Regions from separate parts of the Mus musculus genome. Here region 1 is linked to region 2. Evidence: chromatin contacts called from public Hi-C data. All regions are on one chromosome and are shown on one strand. Each heading gives the region's core, a stretch centred on a gene start, on an enhancer-like site or on the middle of the called end of the contact. The rest is flanking DNA. Distances are from core to core; before and after follow the strand shown. Region 1 overlaps Brinp1 (bone morphogenic protein/retinoic acid inducible neural specific 1). Region 2 has its middle 60 kb from the start of Tlr4.

What was found. Hi-C and Micro-C count contacts between places; a contact is called where the count stands out from the background.
Region 1: a Hi-C map of cerebellum shows a contact between it and region 2, with 2.8 times the contacts expected there. The contact joins two enhancer-like sites. A contact is called at or near these places in 1 of 15 datasets of contacts at CTCF or cohesin (pro-B cells), 25 of 484 Hi-C or Micro-C datasets (the 3T3-L1 cell line, the Ba/F3 cell line, the C10 cell line and 18 more) and 1 of 115 datasets of contacts at active chromatin or transcription factors (astrocytes).

What each region holds. Positions count from the first base shown.
Region 1 is chr4:68,845,644-68,851,613 of GRCm38.p6, reverse strand. All of the region lies in intron 2 of Brinp1 (bone morphogenic protein/retinoic acid inducible neural specific 1), which reads left to right. Among named protein-coding and RNA genes, the nearest start is that of Brinp1, 110 kb to the left of the region's middle. Within about 2 kb of position 1,788, at least 16 of the 459 cell types and tissues checked have an H3K27ac peak or open chromatin away from gene starts, as enhancers often do. A contact at or near this core is called in cerebellum, where this site is marked.
Region 2 is chr4:66,764,491-66,771,010 of GRCm38.p6, reverse strand. No RefSeq gene overlaps it. Among named protein-coding and RNA genes, the nearest start is that of Tlr4, 60 kb to the left of the region's middle. Within about 2 kb of position 2,095, at least 26 of the 459 cell types and tissues checked have an H3K27ac peak or open chromatin away from gene starts, as enhancers often do. A contact at or near this core is called in cerebellum, where this site is marked.

The DNA of each region.
Region 1 (5,970 bases), core at 539-3,038, 2.1 Mb before region 2:
TCTCCAACTGTTTATGTAAGTATGTGCATGTATGACTGTGAGAATTTGTGCATACGCGTGGGTGTGAATATAAAGGTCAGTCATGATTTCTGGGTATCTTCCTCAACCACATTCTATTTTATACTTTGAGTCATTGTCTCTCATGGAACCTTGAGCTTAACAATGTCCTAGTGTTTTCCAGGACTGGGATTAGACATGTACGCATTTCACTGAGATTTTCACATGGTTACTTTGGGATAGACCTTAAATCATCACATGCATGCACTCTATCAATGGAACCATCTGGTTTGCTCTGTCAGCTTATTTTTGGTATTGTCTATTTGTCCAATGGTGTATAGCATGGTGTTCTTATAACACATTTGGGAAAGCAAATTCTTTCCTTCCTTGGTATGTTGAGTACAACACAGAAGAGGAGAGGATCATCAGAGAATCTCGATGTCCTGTGCTGTTCTGGTGCAGATTTGCCCAGTTGGCCCTAGTTCCCTGATTCCTAGTTTCTTCTATGATGAGTCTAGCATTTTTTTTTTTCTTTCTTCCAGGTTTTTGGGAGGATAACATAAATGGTAATGGATACTTGAAAAAAACTGGGTGTTCTATATAACCCATACATCTCAGTAATGGGAGGAAGAGGAATTTTAATTGTGAGGCATGCTGAACCTCCATTCTGTCCTTATCTCACCCTGTATGCCACGGACAGTGCTGTAACTTTGAAGACACTCCCTTTGCCTTTTGAGCCTAGAGATCTTCCATAGTAATATGATACCAATGCTTTGGGTGGTTTCTTTAAAAGCTCTCCTACTCTCACATTTAGATGTTTAGATTCTCTATGGCAAAGCAGGAAGCAGGTGGGCAAGAACTCATAGGTTTTCCCCAAATGCCAGTTGATCATTAAGAAACAAAGTAAGTAGGTTTTTAAGATTTCTATCCCAATATTAATTCCCACCACCTGTATGTGTCCTAGTGTTTGCTAACAATGTGAAGAATTCCACTTGTGTTTCTGGGTATGGTCTATTGCTTAGAAAGCTGTGTCGTTCCCTGTGGCTTCTTCATAGATCTGTGTTTTTGCTTCTTCAGTTCTGACTCAAGGAGAAGATAAGCTCCATTTCAGTATGTGTTCCCCGGTGTAGACACTCTCATTTCTTCTACCTTTGTTCCTTTACGGGCTTACAGACCTGCTCTTGGAATGCTACAAAATAAAGATATCAAAATTTAGGCTAGTGAGATGGTTCTGTGGGTTGAGGCACTTGCTACCCAGTCTAAAGCCCTGAGACCTATATCAAGAATCCACAAACTGTAGCGAGAGATCCAAGTCATGCAAGCTGCCTTATGACCTCCACATTTATGTTGTGGCACAAATGAACATACACAATAAATTTTTAAATTATCATGACTTATGTGAATGCACTTTGGAAAAGGGATATGCAAATTCTAAGCAAAGATTATTTTATTCTTTACACTTAAGTCAAAGTCCCCCGCTATAATGAGAACGGCACTGTTCATAATCACGTTTTCAGCGACAGTTCTTTCTTTTTATTCATTTTTTTCTTGTTTTTCTCCTTTTGCCCTTTCTGAGCCAGAATGCTCTGAAAGATTCTCTTGGATGCCATGGCTCCTCAACTGCCCTCCCACTTACATTCTGGGGCATGAATGCAGGCAGGGTTTTGGCACTGACACCCATGCTCGTTAAAATGCATCATTTCTACTTCACATGTGCCCTTGGGTTCACCTTTCCTTGAGCTGGCTGGGGATCTGTGGGAGAGAATGGAAACAGCAGGCAAGAGAAATTCTCTCGCTTCTCTTCTCAGTGCAATGATTTCATCTCCGTAGCCTCCTCCTCTGTGATTCCCCTTGTTCATCTCCAGGGATAATTTGCTGCTAACAATATCTGAAGCAGTTTCATAGTTCTCCATCACACTGAAACTCTGAGGCTTCCTTTTTATTCCATTTCTAAGTGATTACTTAATGCAACTGAAAAGGATAAGCCATCCTGGAGTAAACAAATGCAAACATCCTGCAGCTGCCATCAATCATGCTTTCAACAAACATTTATTAGACGTAAAGTGTCTATAAAATATTCTGAGATGTTTCTTTGGATGAATTCAAACCAACAGAATAGAGAGTACCTACATTATAATGGGGTTGGCCCTCATGCAGTTACTTTATTTAATGTTGCTTTCATGTAGAACCAGTCTGCCTAGAGCCAGGCAGACTCTCCTGAGGGTGTGTTTGGAGGACACCGCTCAAAATCTTCTGCCTTTGTCTCCCTAGAAAACCATGACAGATACTTGTGACTTACAGTGAATTCCCAGTCTCTACGTTTTACAGAAAACATTAAGCAACAGCTACCCTGTAGCTGCATTGACTGCCTTCCTCTTGGCTGTGATTTGCTTTTGTCTTTTGAATAGAAGCATCCTCAAAGATGTTGGAATTTCACCTCCTCCAGTGTTCAAGACTGCATAGAATCACTATGATGTGACATTGTAACTGACTTCTTTTTCTATTGATTATTTTTTTCCTATTGCTCCTACACTGTATGCTGTTGGTAATGTATGATTTTCGATCATGTGTGTGAGTGTGGGAGTGTTCATGCTTGGACACCCATCTACATGTGGAGGTCAGAGGAGGATATCAAGCATCCTGTTCTTTCACTCTCTGCCTTATTCTCCTGCGATGAGGTTTCTAACTGAACATGGAGCTCTCTAATTCAGCTGGATGTGCTAGTCAGAAAGTCTCAGCAATTATTTTGTTACTACCCTGCACAGTGTTGGAGTTTTGTGTCTGGTATGTGATGCAGTGTGGAGTGCTCTGGTTGGTGTGGTACCATGTAATATTCTGTGTGTGTGTGTGTGTGTGTGTGTGTGTGTGTGTGTGTGTGTGTTCACGCGTGTACATATAAACTAAAGATCAAAGTCAGTTCATGAAGTCCTTTTACTCACTCATTAATATTCCTTGTGTCTCTATATATTAAAATGGTAAAGTATACACGTTTTTTGAAAAATACCTATAAATTATATCTACTGAATTATTAGGTACAATAAACAAACAAGGCATAAAATCTTCTGGATGGAAAGCAGATCAGCCTTCTCATATTTGGAGGTTATAGCAGTTTCAATCACTTAGAAACCCATGTGAATATGGTTTTCATGTTATTCCACGAGAGCCAGAACCTGTTTTTCATTTCATTTCTCAGACAAAGAAGCAAAAGAACCATGACATTATTTCTTATGAGAATGACAATAAATAATATCTGCAGATGCCTACTGTCTTTTTATAGTCTTTCAATTTTACAATATGTCTTCCAATGTTATTACATTGAGTTTTTTTTAAAGAGTTATTTATTTTTATTTTGTGTTTGTTTTATCTATATGTATGTCTATGTAAAATATGTATGCCTGGTGCCCATGGAGGCCAAACTGAGGCATCAAATTCTCTGAAACAGGAGTTTTAAATGGTTATGAGCCTCATGTGAGCACTGGAAACTGGACCTGGATACTCTACATGACCAGCAAAAGTGCTCTTAACCACTGACGCCCTGGTTGACTTTTTATGAGACAATTTATGGACTCATGTGGTTTTGTCATTGTACACATTAGGAAATAGACCTGAAGAAAATAATTTCTATTGTCAGACTTACTGTTTTTAATATATTTTACCATTATAAAACCTTGTCTTTCTCCAAAGTTCTGTATCTGAGTAACTTTAGGATAAAAATTATAATTTCTTCTCTTTCCATCCACCATCTACCCATTCAACTAGCTACTGGGGCCTATTAGATAATCCCAGCAGCAATGGTGATATTGAGCTAACGTTACATTAGCATTTTATTGAGGGCTGCCTTCAGCAGGCTCTCTGCTTTATGACTTAGGACAATTTGACATGCATCCATCTAAGATATCATTTACGTTTTCTAGTCTGTCAACAGTAGGTGTCAGCTTGCAAAGCCCAGAACTTCTACCATCAACCCCTAGGCTGAAAGTGATCTACCTTAATAAGGTTTATGCATCAAGTAAATGCAGCAAGAAAATGGGAGGGGGGGGAAAAATCTCTGTTACTGTACAGAGCCTGATCCCTGCGTCTCTTATAACCATTTCTTCCACTTCAGTGCAACGTATATCCAAAGAATTGGTGAATGTAGTTTTGAAGTTTGTGTGTGTGAGTGTGCATGTGCGTGTGTGTACAAAAGCAGAGGGTTATTAAAGAAGATGGGTTTTTCCCCTATGAACCCAGTGTTTATACTAAAAAGAAAGTCTTGGTATTACAGTTTCCTTTCAGCCTCTCCTTACATTCTGCACCTGAGGCTCTATTATTCCTCCAAGCCCTGTCCTTGTCATCATTCTCTCTCCTGCTTTCAGCCCTCCTAATGGTATGGGTCTTGAAAGTAGAATTTTCATGCCTTCCATCTAGGATCCTTTTTTAAATCTCAGTCTAATTGGTTCACCCACCCCGCTGAGATGCTTAATTGGGCATGAGCATACTCTGCAGATCCTGTGTCATGGTAGGTTCTTCCTTCTCCTCCAGGGGGATTTGCTTGCTCTGTGGGCTCAGAAGGAAAGATTTATTTTATGTTGTGCTCAATTCACTGAGCACTTACATGAAATTGTTCCTGGGCCAGCAGAGCACACAGGCAACATTTCTTCCTTGCTTCATTTCAGTTTATCTTATTTGTTCTCACATGGCATGGTACATGGGAAGTCACCAGCACCTGGAGTCATGAGCTCAGACTTTGACTAAGTCATTCTAATCTTTTCCTTCCTCTCTACTTGGGTTTATAACTTAAGGTACTTGACAGTCCATTTCCAATCCATGAATTAGGCAAATTGAATTTGATTTCTTCTATGAATGGAATCAAAATGAAGCATTCAAAAGAAGGGTATACACTCTCCATGGCATAATCTGCCTGCCACTTGCTTTTGGTAAATATTATTTTATTATAATAAGCCATACTTACTTGTTTACATATTGCCTATGTCTGTTCCAGAGCACAAGAATGGAACTGAGTGGTTGTCTAAGATGCTCAATGAACTTAAAAGCTGTTCCTTTCCAGAAAACAGCTCCCAAACTACTTTCCTCCAGTCATAGTCGGATTTGATTGGCTCAAAAATATTTTTTTTAGCTTTTTATATACCTTACAATTTATAATAAGGACTAGAATATAGCTCAGTGATAGGGTATTTGCCTAGCCTGTGTAGAGTCTAGTTCCAGTTTAACATTTGTTTTCTTTTTCTTTTTCTTTTTTTCTTTTTTTACCAAAGCTTGAGTCTCTCAAGATCTGTAATCTTACAATCCCAAATGTTGATGTTGTCAGTCGGCTTTTCTGTCATTGTCTTTTGTCTTACTCCTTCTCATCTCTGCTCCATCCTTGATGTTCGTCTCCAAAAGACAGACCTAGTCTTACCTCAGGATCTTTGCACCCACTGTTCTTTCATTGGAGGTCATTCTTCCACCACCAGGTGGCTCCATGGGTTCGCTTTTCTTTCCTTCAAAATAGCTTTGCCACAATCTGGAACTTCCAAACACCCTTTTCATTGTTTGTCTGGACATTTCTACCCTCTTCATGTTGGTTTCTTTGATATGTATCTTTTCTTACAAGAATATAAGCTGTGCTAAATTAAGTCTTTATTAAAATCAATTTTATTCACTTCTTATTAACTTCCAGGATTAACTTAGGATAAAGAAAAGAACTCATTCATTCAAATTGTCCTCCATGCACAGGCAGGCATGCTCAAGTACACACTAAGTGAAACTTTATTTTTAAAATAAAAATGTTTATAGAGTAGGAAGAATGGATCAAGGAGAAAGTGTTTGTCGTTAAAAGTATGAAGTCCTGGATTTAGATCTTCAGTTGTCAATTATAAACAAAGTATGCAGGTTTGCATCTGTTATCTCAGTACTGAGTGGCAGGGTAGATCAGGTGGATCTCCAGAGCTTGCTAGCCCACTATTTTACCTAGATCCGTCAGCTACCAATTCA
Region 2 (6,520 bases), core at 846-3,345:
TTTGTAATGCAGATAGATGTCATTGTTTTATAAAGCTTAACAGCTAGTACCAAAGTAAATTACTATTTTTATTCTTATTGCTGTTGTCTTCATGTAAACTAGGCTCACAAAGATTATTGGATTAGCAAAACCAGTTGTGACTGCCTACCTGGTGTCTTTGGAGAGGCCCCAACTTTAAAGGCAATCAATATATCCTTCTCTCCGAGAACACAAAGGAAACACTGAATAGATATTTATTGTCTTCCAGCAATAATTGATTAGAGGATGGGAGTTGTTTTGTCGATCTTCCATCACAGTCCTTGAATAAAAGGTTAGTAAATAATTATGGTAACAAAAAAATCATAACACATTCTCCCTCAAATCCCACCCACACAGTCTCTCCAGCATGCATGTCTTTGAAAATAGTCTTTACAAATATGAATATGTGGGAAAATGTTTCTTAGTCGCATCATAAGTAAGAAATAGAAAAAATCAAATAGAGATTACTACCTTGTCTCCCTATACTGGGGGACAATATATGGCATGAAAGAAGGGATAAGGCCACAGGTAGCTAAGGGGAGAGAGTAGAAAGAGACAACCCATGCCTGGAATGTCTAAGCCAGTGGAACATTTGAACAGTCCTTTCTGTCATCATGTAAGATTAAGAACACAAAGTAATTTCATCCAAATACTAAAGATATAAAGGAATGGGGAATTTGACTGGGAGTGTTTAGAAATAATGATTTCTGGAAATCAATTGTGACTTAAAATTTGAGTTCTGTCTTTGTAAAATAAAATGGAAAACGGGCACAATTTATGCTTACGTGAATGCGCATAGAAACAAAAAAAAATGCACACACACACACACACACACACACACACACACACACATACACACACACACACACACACCATCTCTTCTTCAGCACCACCATCTTCTGGTCATGGACCTTATGTTTTCCTCTCCAGATATGGAACGTAGATTCTTGCTTAGAAATTTCCTGATGAAGGATGGCTATCTAATCAGCATCACTCCCCTCTAGGACTGCTTCCCATAGTATTTTTAACACCTCATGCACATACCACAGGCACACTCAAAGCAAGGATTCTCCTGCACTCGTTCTTTCTCTTCTTGGAAGACTTATCATTTCTCAGCCTAACCTCTTTCTGTTCCACATAGTTTGTGTTTTGGAGCAATAGAACTATGATAGAAACTGAGGTGATCTCTTGCAAGAGGATGGGAACTGGACAGTGAGACACATACATGTATACAGCATCACAGGAGCTGACCCAATGTGCATAATACTCATGTACACATGATCAAATATGTGTATGTGTATAATCATGCTCATACATACAGAACACACAGAAGCATGAGTCAGAATCACACATGAGCATAATCCAAACACACATGCACACAGTAATTCTATATGTGCTTAATCTATACAGACATCCAGGCCCGCTTAATGACATATGATCATAGGCAAGATGCAACTATGCACACCCAGTCTCACATGCACATACTCAATGCACACATTACTGCACATAAAATAACACGTTTAGCATAACTACACACATAATGCATACATATACAATCTCTCGTTTGCCCAGACACAAAGGCTCCTCAAAAATTTTACAGTTGAGCAGAACACTGAGGAGGTGGCATGTATGGCTGGGCATTGGACTGGTGTCCCTTCCCACTCTTCACCTTTTCTTACAGGTGCACACAACAGCACCCAAACATTTATCCCTCCAACTAACACATTGGATAACAAGCTTCAAGCAACTGTTTCTTAAGCATAGACATAATCCAGACAGAAAGAAAACAGGGACACAGGAGGACAGAAACATAAACATCCTCTTACATGTTTAAAGTAAGTATAATTTAGAATGTTCATTGCTTCATCAGCTACACCTTGAGAAGAATTTTGAGTCAAGCAGAGCTACAGAATGACAGCACCTGTGTTTGATCTAAGGTTATCTGCTTGTGGCCCCTCAAGTAACTATGGCCTGTGGTCTGGAGAATCTTTACTTTCTGGTTCGCCTAAAGCATGCTTCATAAATACATTCTTCTCAACCCTTTTTGTGGCCCTGCATCTCCATCATGTGGGAAGAACTGGCACTGCACCCCACTTAAGCGTTCAGGAAAACTGAAGCTTAAACTGACAAGAGAGAACAGGACTTGACAGATCACGGATGGCATCTTCCCTGTTCCTAGTGATGGCACGGAGGACAAATATATTTAGGGGCTTTTATCACATATTTAATCCTTATAGCACCCTTTTGTAGAATGCTTCTATCTTCTATTTTAAGAAAGATACTGATGAAGAATCATGTCCTTTACCCAGATGCAGTTAACCTTTCTGACTTCCAAATCCCTTTCATTTTATTTATTTCACTTGTAGCACCTACTGAAATTATAAAATATGTGGAAATAATGCTCCTAGACTAACATATGGTACTTCTAAGTAGCAGTGAGTTTTTAAAATGTATTTTGAAGACAGCAAAAGCACAAAAAAATATTCACTATTTCCTTACCAAGTCTGATTTTCCTGCCTGAGTAACCTCTTCCCGGGTCTCCCATGTTTCATATCTATATCAGAACTATAGCTTTACCAATCCGAACTATGTGTCCTGGAGTAAAACACAGTCACTTTTGGGTTTTACCTAGTTGAATAAAGAGAATATTGTATTGCATCTAAGGTCTGATTAGCCCCCAACATGTGCTGAAAAACAGCGTCTCTCTAAGAATCCTCCAACCCTACATCACCAGATTCATTCTGCTTATAGACTGAGTAGCTACTGAGTTCTTAGCCTCTCTGACACACAAACAGCCATTGTTAAGACCATATAGCCCAGACAGTATAACCTACTCAAAGAGATCATTTCTGTAATATACACTCATTCCATCTTTTCAATTCTTCAGAGAATTCTAGTTAGTATTATTATGACTTGTTATGCTAGTGACTCTGGAGGTCCTGAGTAGTAAGATAGATCAGCGTTGCAATCATTCCCATTTACACTAAGATGCGTAACGTGAATATGCACTCAGTAAGTATGCAAGTCCATCATGATACGAAGTGTAAACAAAGCATGTTTTATTAAGAAAGTAGTATGGTCAGAGAATACATGTGCATTGAAAATACCCAGGAGTCAAATTATGAATCACATTTTGGTTTCTCTCAGGTAAACATGCTATAATTTGTTTAAACATGTAAATCAGGGGCTGGTGACGTTACCTAGGCTGTGGGTCACCTTTTAAGACAGAATTCCCAATGGAGGATGTTACATTAGCCAAGAGAAGACATATTTAAATAAACAAAATGGTAGCATTTGGAAGGGACAAAAGACAATATAGTGAAAACATTTCAAATCAGGCATGAACAGTAAGCAAGGCATAATGGATTGTCAGCAGTAGACCCCCTAGCCTGGCTTCAGAAGTCTCTCACAAACTATAATCTCAGCATCTGAAAATTCATCTTGCCACAGTGGCAAGATGTGAAAGCCTAAGCAGAATGCCCTTATGGTTGGTCACTTCCTATTATATAGTTCATTATAACAGAGACTAGTTTAACCCTGTTATAATTTTCACATTTTTCACAGATGCACACAATGAAAAAGTCCATGTCCTGGAAGGCCACTTTCTATGTACAATAATGGTTGAAACATGCTGTATGTGTGCAGTAAGTCATTCATTACAGTAACCACTGGTAATATCTTATACCCTTAGTAGCTCTAGACCTTCTACAATATGCTAGGATGTATCTACTCCCAATGGAGCCATTTGAATTATTATTACACTAGAAGTGTACAGTCAAGCAGAAGCTGGAAGGCTTTGCTTGCCACAGTGATGTTCAGAGTCTCAAGTGAAACAGTCACCACAAAGTCTTTAGAGTTAGTCAACACAAGGCTGGGAGTCATCATACTAATTACTGGCTTATGCATCCCTTCTGTGTATATTTTCCTGATGAATAGAGTTATGATTATTTAATTTGTAATGGACCAGAAGGGACTGATTTTACCATGGCTGATGGCCAGGAAAGAATGTTGCTGGAACCAAGAATTATTCAGAATGTATCTCAAAATGCCAGACCATAGCCAGGAGTTTCCTTTTCTTGTTGCCAGTATTGTGAATATGTTTTCTTTTTGACATGGAATGGTGGTTTTATTTCTTCCACCCAATATTTTGTGGGGGTAATCCAGAAAATCCAGAAGCTATCCTAGGAATTATAGAATATGGAGTTCAGGAACCTTGGAAAAGGCGTTTCTAGAGGTGGGAAACTGGGCAATGGTTGTGAAATGCTCACTGTTCTCTTTGAGCAGACCTTACTAATTCATCAAGTAATTTGTGTCCTGAGGCATCTGCTCCACTCACTGCTCCAGATTTATCAAGATTGGCACTTTAAATACAAGAAAACAGCAGAATGAAAAGCAGAGCTCAGATTTTCTGTTCTGTGTCTCTCCATCCCCCCTTTCAGACACAAACTTTATAATAAGAAGTATTCATTATGCACATAATTATTATTAATGAGTCTCCATCTCATTCCAACCATGTCCATTTATTGGAACATCCAAGGTAAAATCTACTCTTTGCCTCCAAGAGTTAATTCTGGGATGCATTCAGTTTTCTCTGAGCCTGGACACATTTTTCTTACACACTTTTCAACATTGAATATGCTTCTTTCATTTCATCTACGTGAAGTTCTACTTAAAACACATGCTGTTTATCGAGATTCCAGCTTTGTTTTACAAAAGGCCCCTCATCCCCAATAAACATTGCATTCTGTCTCTTCTGTTCTTCTCGTAGATTTTATTATGCATTGAAACTCAGCTTCTATTCTGCTACTTGCATAGCTGCCTATTAGCTGCACCAGGACACTAGAAATAAGACTCCAGGACACATATTTTATACACTGATTAGTGAATAATCCATGATGCTTAGAATATCATCAGCTACTGAAAACCCTGAGTTGGATTCAATAGGATCATCATCAGGAATAAAAAGTCAAATAATTAAAAGTTAAAATGGGCCTTAATATCATGTAATACTAGCTTGAAGACAGAACTTATGTATTCTTTTTTGGTAGTGGCTGAATGGAGTACCATCTTCAGGAATGAGGCAAGATCCTACTTTGGTCATAAAAATTCTTCAGGTCAATTGTGGTCTTTGTCTGAAGAGGAAGAAGTGGATATTTTATGCCTCTTCTTCCACCAAAGGTCCCATATTCTGCCTTTGGTAAATTTTAAAGTCTTGACAATACACTAGATGGCCTGAACTTTGTACTAAAACTATAAATTTGAATATTTCTCCAAATCTCTAATCCTTTGGAACTGGAGTTTCCTTGTAAGTTGAGTCTGGTAGTGATATTTCTGCTTCCTTCTCCAGGTCTCAAGGGTCACAGAAGGATTGTGACAAACAACAGCGGGTAGAAAGATATAGAGACTGGATCCCATGTGACATTGGCCTGAGAAAACTCCAAATACTTGAAAATTGAGAATCCAACAGTAAAATAATTTTCTATTTAGAAAGTGTCTCAGTGTTGACCTCGGGGATCATCTAGTCTCAGCCTGTCTCAGACACTTAAGGTTTTTTTTTTTTTGTTGTTGGTTGTTTTTTTTTTTTTTTTTTTTTTTTTTTTTTTTTTACATTCCCCAATGTTAGTGTCTTTCTATCCTGTGCCCTTTGTATTTAGCCATCAACTACTACAGCAACATGGGAAGTTATATTCCAAACCTCCCAAAACTGTGCTACTCTGAGTGAGAATCTGGATGGCAAAGGAGAAGTTTCCAATAAAAATTGCACTAATGGAGGCTCTGTGGGGACAGCCAGACTAGAAGAGAGGGACAGAAACTGGAAAGAGGGTTTTCTCTCTAGCTTTTGGTCCTATATATTCAGATCTGTATAAGTAATTTGGGGGGGGGGGTTTCTATTACCCCTTTTATCTCTCAAAAAATACATGAAAACTTTGTTTTGATTAACAAGCTTTAAGCACACCACTGGACAGATATGTATATATTCTAACCCTCTACAGCTGTCTACTTCTTGACTGTGTGTCCCATACTAGTCTTGTCCTGGCTGCTCCTGGTCCATCAGTCTCCTCCTGGTCACTGCCCTGGCCAGGTGCTCGTGTCCACTTTCATTGGGTGAATCTTCCATGGAGAGTTCCTCTCTCTGCTCTGTTTCCCACAAGAGAACACTCTCACTAGGACTGGCAGTCCTGCCTTCTCTCTCCCCATCAGCTTCTGGATGAGTCAGCTCTTTATTAACAAGTCCGAGGTGGTAAAAACAATTTTTACACAGCATTGAGACAGGAGATGCTCCAAGGATAATGACAATGCCAAGATCAAGATTGTAACCAGATGTCTAGCAACTGAATCCACAATGCACAACACCATCCCCCAACATAGATCTTCGAGTTACTCAATATTGGTAGTGTTTTCATTAACATTTCCAGAAAGCCAATCCCATTTTGTGAACTTGGCCCTTCTGTCTAAAAAGGTTCCAAATACAGTCATTCTCTACCTGTTTTGTTCTCTTCAT